3 separate regions of the Rattus norvegicus genome follow, and regions 1 and 2 are each linked to region 3. A link is a contact called in public Hi-C and HiChIP or PLAC-seq data. All regions are on one chromosome and are shown on one strand. Each heading gives the region's core, a stretch centred on a gene start, on an enhancer-like site or on the middle of the called end of the contact. The rest is flanking DNA. Distances are from core to core; before and after follow the strand shown.

The links. Hi-C and Micro-C count contacts between places; a contact is called where the count stands out from the background. HiChIP or PLAC-seq counts read pairs in DNA pulled down with a chosen protein or histone mark.
Region 1: a contact with region 3 is called in a Hi-C map of liver, with 5 times the contacts expected there. The contact joins the promoter of Idh3g here to the promoter of Hcfc1 in region 3. A contact is called at or near these places in 3 of 12 Hi-C or Micro-C datasets (kidney and liver) and 1 of 1 datasets of contacts at active chromatin or transcription factors (oligodendrocytes).
Region 2: a contact with region 3 is called in an H3K27ac HiChIP or PLAC-seq map of oligodendrocytes, with 4 times the contacts expected there. The contact joins the promoter of Mecp2 here to the promoter of Hcfc1 in region 3. A contact is called at or near these places in 1 of 12 Hi-C or Micro-C datasets (frontal cortex) and 1 of 1 datasets of contacts at active chromatin or transcription factors (oligodendrocytes).

The regions. Positions count from the first base shown.
Region 1 is chrX:156,674,215-156,677,075 of GRCr8, forward strand. Idh3g (isocitrate dehydrogenase (NAD(+)) 3 non-catalytic subunit gamma) reads right to left here and starts at 1,268. Exons shown (of 13, transcript NM_031551.1): 1 at 1,129-1,268. The coding sequence starts at 1,209. Ssr4 (signal sequence receptor subunit 4) reads left to right here and starts at 1,444. Exons shown (of 6, transcript NM_017199.1): 1 at 1,444-1,668. The coding sequence starts at 1,602.
Region 2 is chrX:156,994,297-156,997,353 of GRCr8, forward strand. It overlaps Mecp2 (methyl CpG binding protein 2), which reads right to left and starts at 1,606. Exons shown (of 4, transcript NM_022673.2): 1 at 1,488-1,606.
Region 3 is chrX:156,862,530-156,865,692 of GRCr8, forward strand. It overlaps Hcfc1 (host cell factor C1), which reads right to left and starts at 1,284. Exons shown (of 26, transcript NM_001414734.1): 1 at 126-1,284. The coding sequence starts at 318.

The DNA.
Region 1 (2,861 bases), core at 18-2,517, 190 kb before region 3:
GTCCCTATTTTAAATAGAATTTCATATAGCATATGCAGCTCCCTTCCCCAGACAACAGAGGAGATAAAGGGTAAGCAGAAGAGGCTGCAGGCAAAAAACATGGCATTCTGGAAGGTCAGAGTCAGCAAATGCTTTGAGAACATGAAGTCCTCTCTCCTCACTGGAACCCAGAGGGAGAGGAGAACTGGCCTAATGCCATGTTCTGGGTCAGTGGAAGAGCAAGGCCTGGAGGTCATAACTCTTATTCTGCAAAGCTAGTTATTGGTTTTCTGGTGCTAAGCAGTGCTACCCAGGAGCTAAACTACCTAACCAAGACTCCAAAGAAAGGGCCAGAAAAGCAAAGCCCTAGAGCCTTCCAGTCTCAGAACCCTGGTTTACTCTTATTACAGGGGCTTGGGCCTGCTTGTTGGCCTTTTGGCTAGAATCAAATATCAAGGTGCTTGGTAGGCAGGAGATCTGGAGGGATCAAGAATTATTGATAGTCAGATGGTGGCAGTGCATGCCTTTAATTAATCCCAGCGCTTGGGAAGCAGAGACAGGAGGACTTCTGAGTTCAAGGACAGCCTGGTCTACAGTGTGAGTCCCAGGCTACACAGAGAAACCATGTGTCTGATGAGACAGAGACCGGGAGGTGGGGGTGGGGCACAGAGAGACAGACAGAGACAAAAGGGGGTGGGGTTATAAAGTGGATTTTCACCTCCACTAGGAAAAAGCAGTCCTAGAGAGGAAAAACCAAGGAGGAAATGACTCCGGAAACCAGACACAACCAGCCTACGTGATATATGCAAGATAGTCTAGGACACATGGCCTCTTCAAAAGGTCTTCCACAAGGACACTACGGAGTGAACACCTAGCTACTGTGGTCTACCTTCCTAACCCTTCTGGAGGAGCCCCTGTCACCAGTCACAGAGGAGCCAAACCAAAGTCAATTTCAGCCAACCTCCTCATTGACAGCAGAAGCGACCAATGAACCCCAGAGTGCAGCCCTCTCCCCGCCCCTCCTAAGGCTTGCACAGCCAATCGAATCCTGGATTTTCTCAAAGAGCGGTTACCCGACTCTAGGTCTCAATTGGGTGTTAAGTCTCTCTGTGAGCGCTGCAACTGTTCCACCCTCCATTCATCACTCACCTCCCAAGGACGGCAGAGGAGAGCTGGCTTGAATATTGCCTTTGCAGCACTGCCAGCAGCTATCGCCACCTTCAGCGCCATAACGAAAAGTGAGGACCTCTACAGGTCAAAACGTTAAGCACCGTTCTCGCGACACTTCGGCACGACGAGAAATCCGGGGTGCGGGGGGAGGGGTGAGAAAAAGCTAGCACTACGCACGCGCACGGTCACACCGGTTCCTACGTCCCCTTCCGGTGCCTGTAGCACTGTTGCCGCCATCTTGGGGAGGGGAAGGCTGAGAAGGAGGGAAGTGCGACCGGTTGGGACCCTGGCTAGGGAAACGGACACGTCAGTGCCGCCAGCGACGTCACCATGCCCGACCCAGCCCGCCGACGCACGATTGGGTGCTGAGGCCGCTTACGCGTCGCGCTTCCTCGTCTGCTCCGCATGTTCAGGGCGGCTTGCTCTCTTTTCCCCTCGGCAGAGAAGAGGCGATGGCGGCGATGGCATCTTTCGGCGCCCTGGCGCTACTCCTGCTGTCCGGCCTATCTTGCTGCTCAGGTAGCGGCCTGGCCGGAGCTTGTTTCGGGCGTACCCCTGCCCCTTGGCTGGTGGTGCTGGGGGAGGAAGGGTGTGCGCGAGGTGGGGATCTGGTCCTTCCCTGGGCTCGTCGCTACCGGTGTTATCTTTCCCCGATGGGTGTCGTGTCTTGGCGACCGAAGCACCACAAACACGTTTACCTGGCAGCCAGGTTGCTGGAAGAAACTTCCTTGTCTATTTTTGGGAGAGCCCCAAAGTAGCACCATGTTCCGACCACCAGCTCCAGCAGGGAAGGTGCTATGTCCCTGGTTCCTGTGTATGTCAGAAGGTAGTCGCATAAGAGCAGCGCTGGCAGCGAGGAACCAATGCTGCATAGGCCAGGCTTCCCCAAGACAGAAAGCTAAGAGAGGGAACAAGAACACTCCAGGCAGATCAGAGTAAGGGCACGGAGGCAAGTTAGATAGGGAGCCAGGGAAGTGACCAAGGACTTTTAGTGTCCAGAGCCTCGACTTTTCATGAGACTCTGGTATATCCATCCATCCCAACGTTCTTAGCAGAATTGAACTGTGCACAGACCCATTGATACTTGTGAGCCATTTGTAACATCTGGTGGTAGGGTTGAGCTCAATCTGGAGTCTGCCGGGTATGTGTTTTGAAAGTTGTTAGTCCCTCAGACCTGAGAACCTGAACTAAGGAGGATTTGGTTTCTTTACATACTGGTAGATTCTGGCCATCCCTCCTACTCACCCTTCAGAGAATTCTCCAGTCTGTTGCTAACAGTGTCTTAAAAAGTCAAACCTGACTGTAAAACCTATTAGGGGCTCTATAGTGTCCACAGGGAAAGGCATGTCTTAGCAGATCACAGAAGTGTTGGTGGAATATGGCCTTTGAAAACCATTCGTGGCATTTTCCTCTTGCTATTCATGCCAGTACAAGGTCTTCTCCAGCTTAATTGGCCATTCTTTCAAAACACCACATTTGGAGAATAATAGGATGTAAACTTTCCTTCAGAGGTGTTTAGCTTACAGGGACAGGTTTGGTGTTTGGGTCCAGAGTGTACTTCTGTCAGGAAACACTGGGACTAGTGTTGACATTCTGTCAGCTGGATGGGTCTAGAGACTTGAAAGTCCCTCTATGTTGACAGCACCCCATTCACTGCTGCAGAATGCTTTCAGTAGATTGTTGAGGAAGTACATGGCTCTGAATTGAGGCTG
Region 2 (3,057 bases), core at 356-2,855, 130 kb after region 3:
AACATCTCAGTCACTTAGCACTATAAATTAGTTCATTCTGTTTCATGATCGCCATCAACAACCCTATATTTGAGATTATTGTCTCACTGTTTGGGGTAATGATTCCAAACACTGAAGACGACATGCAAATGACTCAACAGAGCCCATTTGTGTTCCTGGAAAATTAACCAGGAGTACATATCTCCCTGACTATGAGTCAGGAATATCAATTTTATGGTGGAGCCCATTTTTGTTTTGATGAACCTTTACCGGAACATACAAAGAACTAGCACAGAGGTATTCCCTAGCAAGCTTTGCCCTGCGGGGGTCCATACTTAACAATGTCACACCAGGGTCTTTCTTGTGAAACCGAATCTTTTTAGACTCCACCACGATTGATTAAACCTTTAGTGCAAAACCTCAGAAACATTGCTACTGACACATAAAAGTCACCTGTGTTTTATTTTAAGTGATTCAGTCATAACCGAACTAAAAAGAGAATGAACTTTCAGAGATAATTGACAGAGGAGTCATAGCGATGTTTGGTACTGGAGATCCTGAGCACTCCAGGACCAAGAGAGCCCATTACATACAAAGTCCCATTCCACTTATGTAACTGGATGATCGCTGGCGAAGGGAGGGGAGGGAGGGTGGGAAGACGCTCATATTCCGAAGCCACAGTACAGCATCCCCAAAGAACCAGAGCACCCTGCGGGCATGGTCTCACGGAAGAGCTTCGAGTGCTGAGGAACGCACAGTCCCTAGCCCACGGTTCCTGATGAGAACTACAACCATCTCTTTATGATGAGTTGTGGGACCTAGGAACATAGTGTCTAGTCCTTTTTGTGGGTGGACACTAACCCCCAACTTGTTCCTGCCAAGTGGGGAATGGAGCTGATGGACTGACTCGCTTGCAGTGGGGGCAAAAAGTCATGGAATGGGAGAGGAGAAGGAGGGAGCAAAATCCAGAGATGGGGGTAAGAGCTCAGGAGCCCTTGTGGCGCACTCTCCCAACGGGAGATGGACTGCGCACGCGCGCCAGTATGTGGGGGGGGGGAGCGAGTAACGGGAGTGGGGGCGCGCGAGGGAGAGGGGACAGCGCGATCCAGGGAGAGGCCGGGACCGCGGGCGCGCGGCAGTGCCGCGGCCCAAAACCCCAAGAAGGGCAGGAGCGCGCACAGCCCCAACTGGCGAAACCCAGACGACAAGGGCGCTTGCAAAGGCTGGGGCCCAAGATGCGCACAGATGGGGCGGGCAGCGGGCAGCGGGAGGGCGTCATTCGAAGGTGGCTCGAGGGAGATCGCGCTGAGGACCGTCGCTCGCAATTGCGGGAGACAAGTGGAGAAAGCCACCACCGGCGACAGAGAGAGGGGGAGGGTAGAGAGGAGGGACGCCATCCGCCAGCCGTGTCGCCCGACCCCGCGGGCCCCTCCCGCGCCACGTCCCGCCCCTACCCCCCGCCCCCCCCAGCAAGGGTCCCCGCCCGCAGCCTTGGCGGTCCCACTCACAGTCTCTCCTCCTCGCCTCCTCCTCCTCCGCTCGGCGCGGCGGCGGCGGCGGCGGCGGCGGCGGCAGCGGCGGCGGCGGCGGCGGCAGCGGCGGCAGCGGCGGCGGCCATTTTCCGGACGGCTTTTACCACAGCCCTCTCTCCGAGAGGAGGGAGCGCGCGCGCAACCGATGCCGGGACCCCGCACGGCCGACGTCGCGCCCCGCCCTCCCGGCCAGCCTGGGCGCTGCTGCACCTGCGCGCCCGCGCCCTAACGGCAGCGCTTTGTCGAGTTTACCCTCTATTGGCTGTGGAGCTCAGGCTGGGGCGGGGCCTTAGCGGTGACACCCTCAATTGGCAGGAGTTCCTGTCTGTTTAGGCAGGGAAAAGGGGCGGACCCCATTCAGCTGCGGATTGGTGGAGGTCTACTGTCACTTCGAGAAAAGAGGCGGCTAGGGCACAGAGGGGCTGGTTTTGTGGGCAGCGTTTGAATGTTGAGGATTAACGGGGCCCTTGTGGACTCTGGCGCTTAAGGAAGTCTAGGCTCTTGTCGCCTATTAGAACCGCCCTGCCCTCTATCCGCAAGCGCATCGGGCACGCTGTGATAAGCATTTAACTGCACCAGCATTTTCTTAGTATCATTTTCTGTAGAAGCAGCAAAGTTGCCTGTTGAGGAGCCTGATGTTGTTCCAAGCCAAGGGACTTGTTTTAAAGGCTCTACCAATTGTATTATTCCACCTAATTAGCACTCTTAAGGCAGTAAAATCAACATATCAAACAAATCCTGGTCTTTGCAGACCTTTATAGTGGGCAGATGTCAGATGCCAAGCTAATAAGAGATTTGTCTGTCATTGTTGAATCAGAAGGTTTGATTGAAGTAAGTATAAAAGAGAGTGAGCCCAGAGGAAGCAGCCCTGCTTTGAAGACCTGAGATCCAGCAATCTGGATTTCAGAGTATGAGGGAAGGTTTAGGTAATAAGGTGTCAGGATTGTCAAAGCAACCTTACCCTTATACTAGTCAGCATTCGATGCTCCTTGTGCTAATCCTGTGCTCAATAGGAGACTTTTGGATTCAAATTTGGCTCCCCTCTCCATTCATTTAGTTGCTAGGCACTGTTTTAGTACTGAACAAGGAGACAGACTAGAATCCTGGTAAGAAAGAATCATACTAAACATACAAGTAAGTAGAATTTAAAATTTTTCATAAAGACTTTGAAATAGGGCAAGAGCGAAAGGAGTGCTATTTTGATAACCTCTAGCACTTGCCCATGTCATCCCCCAATATGGGTAACTGGGGAAAACATTCTAGGCAAGTTTAAACACTCTAAGGAAGGACTATGCATGTCTTGCCAAGGAGGCCAGTGTGACTGGAGAGAGACTTAGGTCACCAAAAGAACTGGGAGATTATTTTGAGATGAGAAGCCCTTGATACTTGAGTCACTAGCTGGCATCATAAAACCTATGTTGCCAGTGAAGAATGGAGAACAGGCCAGTCCAGAGGTCCTGACAACAGTTGGGGTGGGGAGAAGAAGAAGGGGGATGATGATGATAATGATGATGATGGCTTTAACTAGGGCAATAGCAGATGAATT
Region 3 (3,163 bases), core at 34-2,533:
GCAATAAGAGCGAAGGTAGAAGAAAAACACACCAGGGGAGTGAGAGATAGGAGAAGATGGGGAAGAGAAGGGTTAGGAGAGAGATGGAGGGAAGGCTATGAGAAACCCAGGGCAGTAGCACTCACCAGTGTTGTACACGTGTAGTTCGTCCACTATCCCCTCATTGCCGCCGCCAAACACCACTATAAGCTCCTTGATAGCTACTGCACGGTGGCCGTGGCGGGGTCGCGGCACGGGACCCGACCAACCCACCACCCGTTTCCAGCGGGGCTGTAGAAGCACCGCTGGCAAGTTAGCGGGGGACACAGCCGAAGCCATAGTTCCGGTTAAGGATGCAGTGGGAAGAAGTCACTGAACGGGAGGGATACCCTTAATTCTTCACACACCCCCTTTCGTCTAAGGCAGCTCTCACGAAGAAGCGGCTCCTTACACAGCGGTGGACGACTCCATGGAGGCCGCCATCTTAACTATCCTCCTTCCTTTGGCTCTTTCCCCCCCCTTCTCACTCGGCTCGTATCCTTAAAAGCTTCTCAAAACTGCAGAGCACCTATTTCCGAGAAGCTGGAGGCCACCGAGCGCCGTCGCTCTAACTATTTGCCTGGGTGTTCCCGCTTAGAAGCTCGAGCAGGAGGCTCTGGGAGCCGCCATCTTGAGCCGCCTCTCTCTCCTCCCTTCCTCAGTCGTAGCCCTCCCCCGCCGGAAATGGCGGAGCCCCGGCCCGGTTCCCACACCCCCCGTCCCCAGCACTGGCTGGCTTCCGGGGCGGGTGGAAAAGAGCCACAAATGCCGCGGTTGTCTCAGCTCCGTCGGCAGTCAGACCACAATTGTGGAAGCCGCCATCTTGAGACCGTCCTGCTTCCCCACCCAGCACTTAAGACACCGACCGCAGAACCCCAACGTTCCTAAATAATAAAGGCGTGTCAGAAGCTGGCGAAACGGACTCGAACTCCCGGGTGTTGTTCGGGGTCCCGAGCCGTATGGCTCGTAAGGTTTAGCACCTCTCCCTTGAGTCCGCCTCTGAATTCAGGCTGCGCCGGCCGCCCTGGGAGCCGCCATCTTGAGACTAGCTTCTCCCCCCCCCCCTATTCTCTTCTTCCTGGACAGTTCTTCCACAGCAAACCAAACAAAAGGCAGCGTCCAATCCTCGCTTCCCTCCTTAAGACTCCTTCCCACAGGAGCCGCTCGAAAGAGCAGGAGTTAAGACCCGAAGTGACAATTGTACGGCAGGAGAAGCGGTAACGGCAGGGCGATCATGCCTCCTCCCTGGGAGCCGCCATCTTGTGTGAAGAAGTAACAACTAAACATGGCGGCTATCGGGCGAGGGGGCGGAGTCAGAAGACGTCACCGCTCCCCCGCCTTCGCATGTCTTAGCCTCTGCTCCCAAGCCTCTTAAAGGACCCAAGGCTCATAAGGAATTAAAAGCTTCTGTAAAAACCAGTGCGTTTTCTACTCGCAGGCGAGTTGGTGCCGCTGTGCAGTAGGCTAAAGACAGTAGAGTTCGGGTCAGGAGCGGTAGCGCCCCGCCCTGCCCCTCCCCCCCCCAGGGCTCCTCCACGCCTCCTCTCTGGGAGTCGCCATCTTGCCACTTCCCCACGCCCGGTCCTCTGCGGGCGTCAATAGCGACTTTTAGCACAAAACAAAGATGGCCGCGGCATCTGGGGATGCCCGGATGAAAATCTAACTCTTCTCCCCACTCACTCGCTTGGCCCCGCCCCCTGGGAACTGTCTCTCAGGTCGCTGATGGGACACAAACCCGAGAAATGGCCTTTAACTAGCAGTGGAGACATGGCTCATGGTAGTTAAGGGTGGCAAAAAAGGGACACTGCGATTGCACCCTTTGCTGGGAAGCAGCTGTTTTCCCGCCCTGAACACTCAGCGACGGTCAGAATCCGGCTACAGCAGGGAGCTGCAGGCGGGGCCAGAGCGGAAGGTGACGCCATGAGCTCACAGGGGCGGAGCTGCTGCCCGCTCCCAGGCCCGCCGGCAACACCCCGAGGAGTCGCCGCCTCCTCCCGCGCCTCCCGAACAACCGGGCCACGCGCTCCCAGTTGCAGCGCGCCAGACTACCCCCCACCCAGAGGCCCAGCGAGACTAACGGCGCCAGAGCGAGGCGAGCACGGGAGCAGTCTGTGCCACTCGCGTCACCCGCCCCGCCTTCTTCCCAGGGCTTCTCGCCCCGCCTTTGCGCAGGCGTACAGTATCTTTACGGGTCCGCCCTTTTTTGAGATTTGAATTTTCCCCAGCAAAGCCAGAGAAGTAAAAAACCCGGATGGTGAACGCTGGGCTTTTCGCGCCAATATTGTAAGCTCACACAACAACCTTGAAAAAGCGTTACGGTCTTCATTTCTACGTTCCAAGTCTCCCAGGAGGCTGCTTAGGCACAGCATTGTCATCGCTGTCATAGGCAGGTTGTAGCACAGGGGTCCTAAACTGATGTCTCAAAGCCTATACTAAAAGCAGATGATTTCTTCGCATTAACCTTTCTTTATTCCATCCTTATTTTAACTAACTTCTAGTGGCGTTTCCTGTAATTGCAAATGTAGGAAGCAGAACATGGAGTATCAGAAACACCTGTGACTTTGTGATTAAAGGACATGTACAGATCAGTATAGGTCCTATAGCTACTATGTACAGATCTAGAAATTAAATTACAAGCTCTATTGGCAGTCTGAATAACTTTGATGTTACTGTATTGAGCCTGCTGTAGATCTTGTAATTTGTTATCAATAAGACATTCAAATTACCATATCATACTGTAAACAATATGTATTCCTTCCATGTATTAAATTTACATAGTATTCTCAGCTTTAGTTTATCCAATTGCAAGTACTCATTTGGCAAAGGCCAGAGATGTGCCCCTATTTATGTGGTTGTACCATCAAGAGCTGGTGACCTTAGCCAGTTTCTTTTATAGTCCAAACTCTTCCCTGTAAAATAAAGGAACTAAGCTCCTGTTCTTCCAGGGGCTTAACTGAATTCAGCATGTTTTGCTCTCAAAGTCAGAAGCTACTAACTAGTTCCTCTGGGGTCTGTGGGCTTATAGGTGGCTAAGGTTATCCAAATCTTCTGGGAGTGTCCCATTCTATGCTTTCACATCTGCAGAAAAATCTCATTGGACAGTCCTGGGGACAATAGGATGTTCTCATAAATACCACAAGCCAAA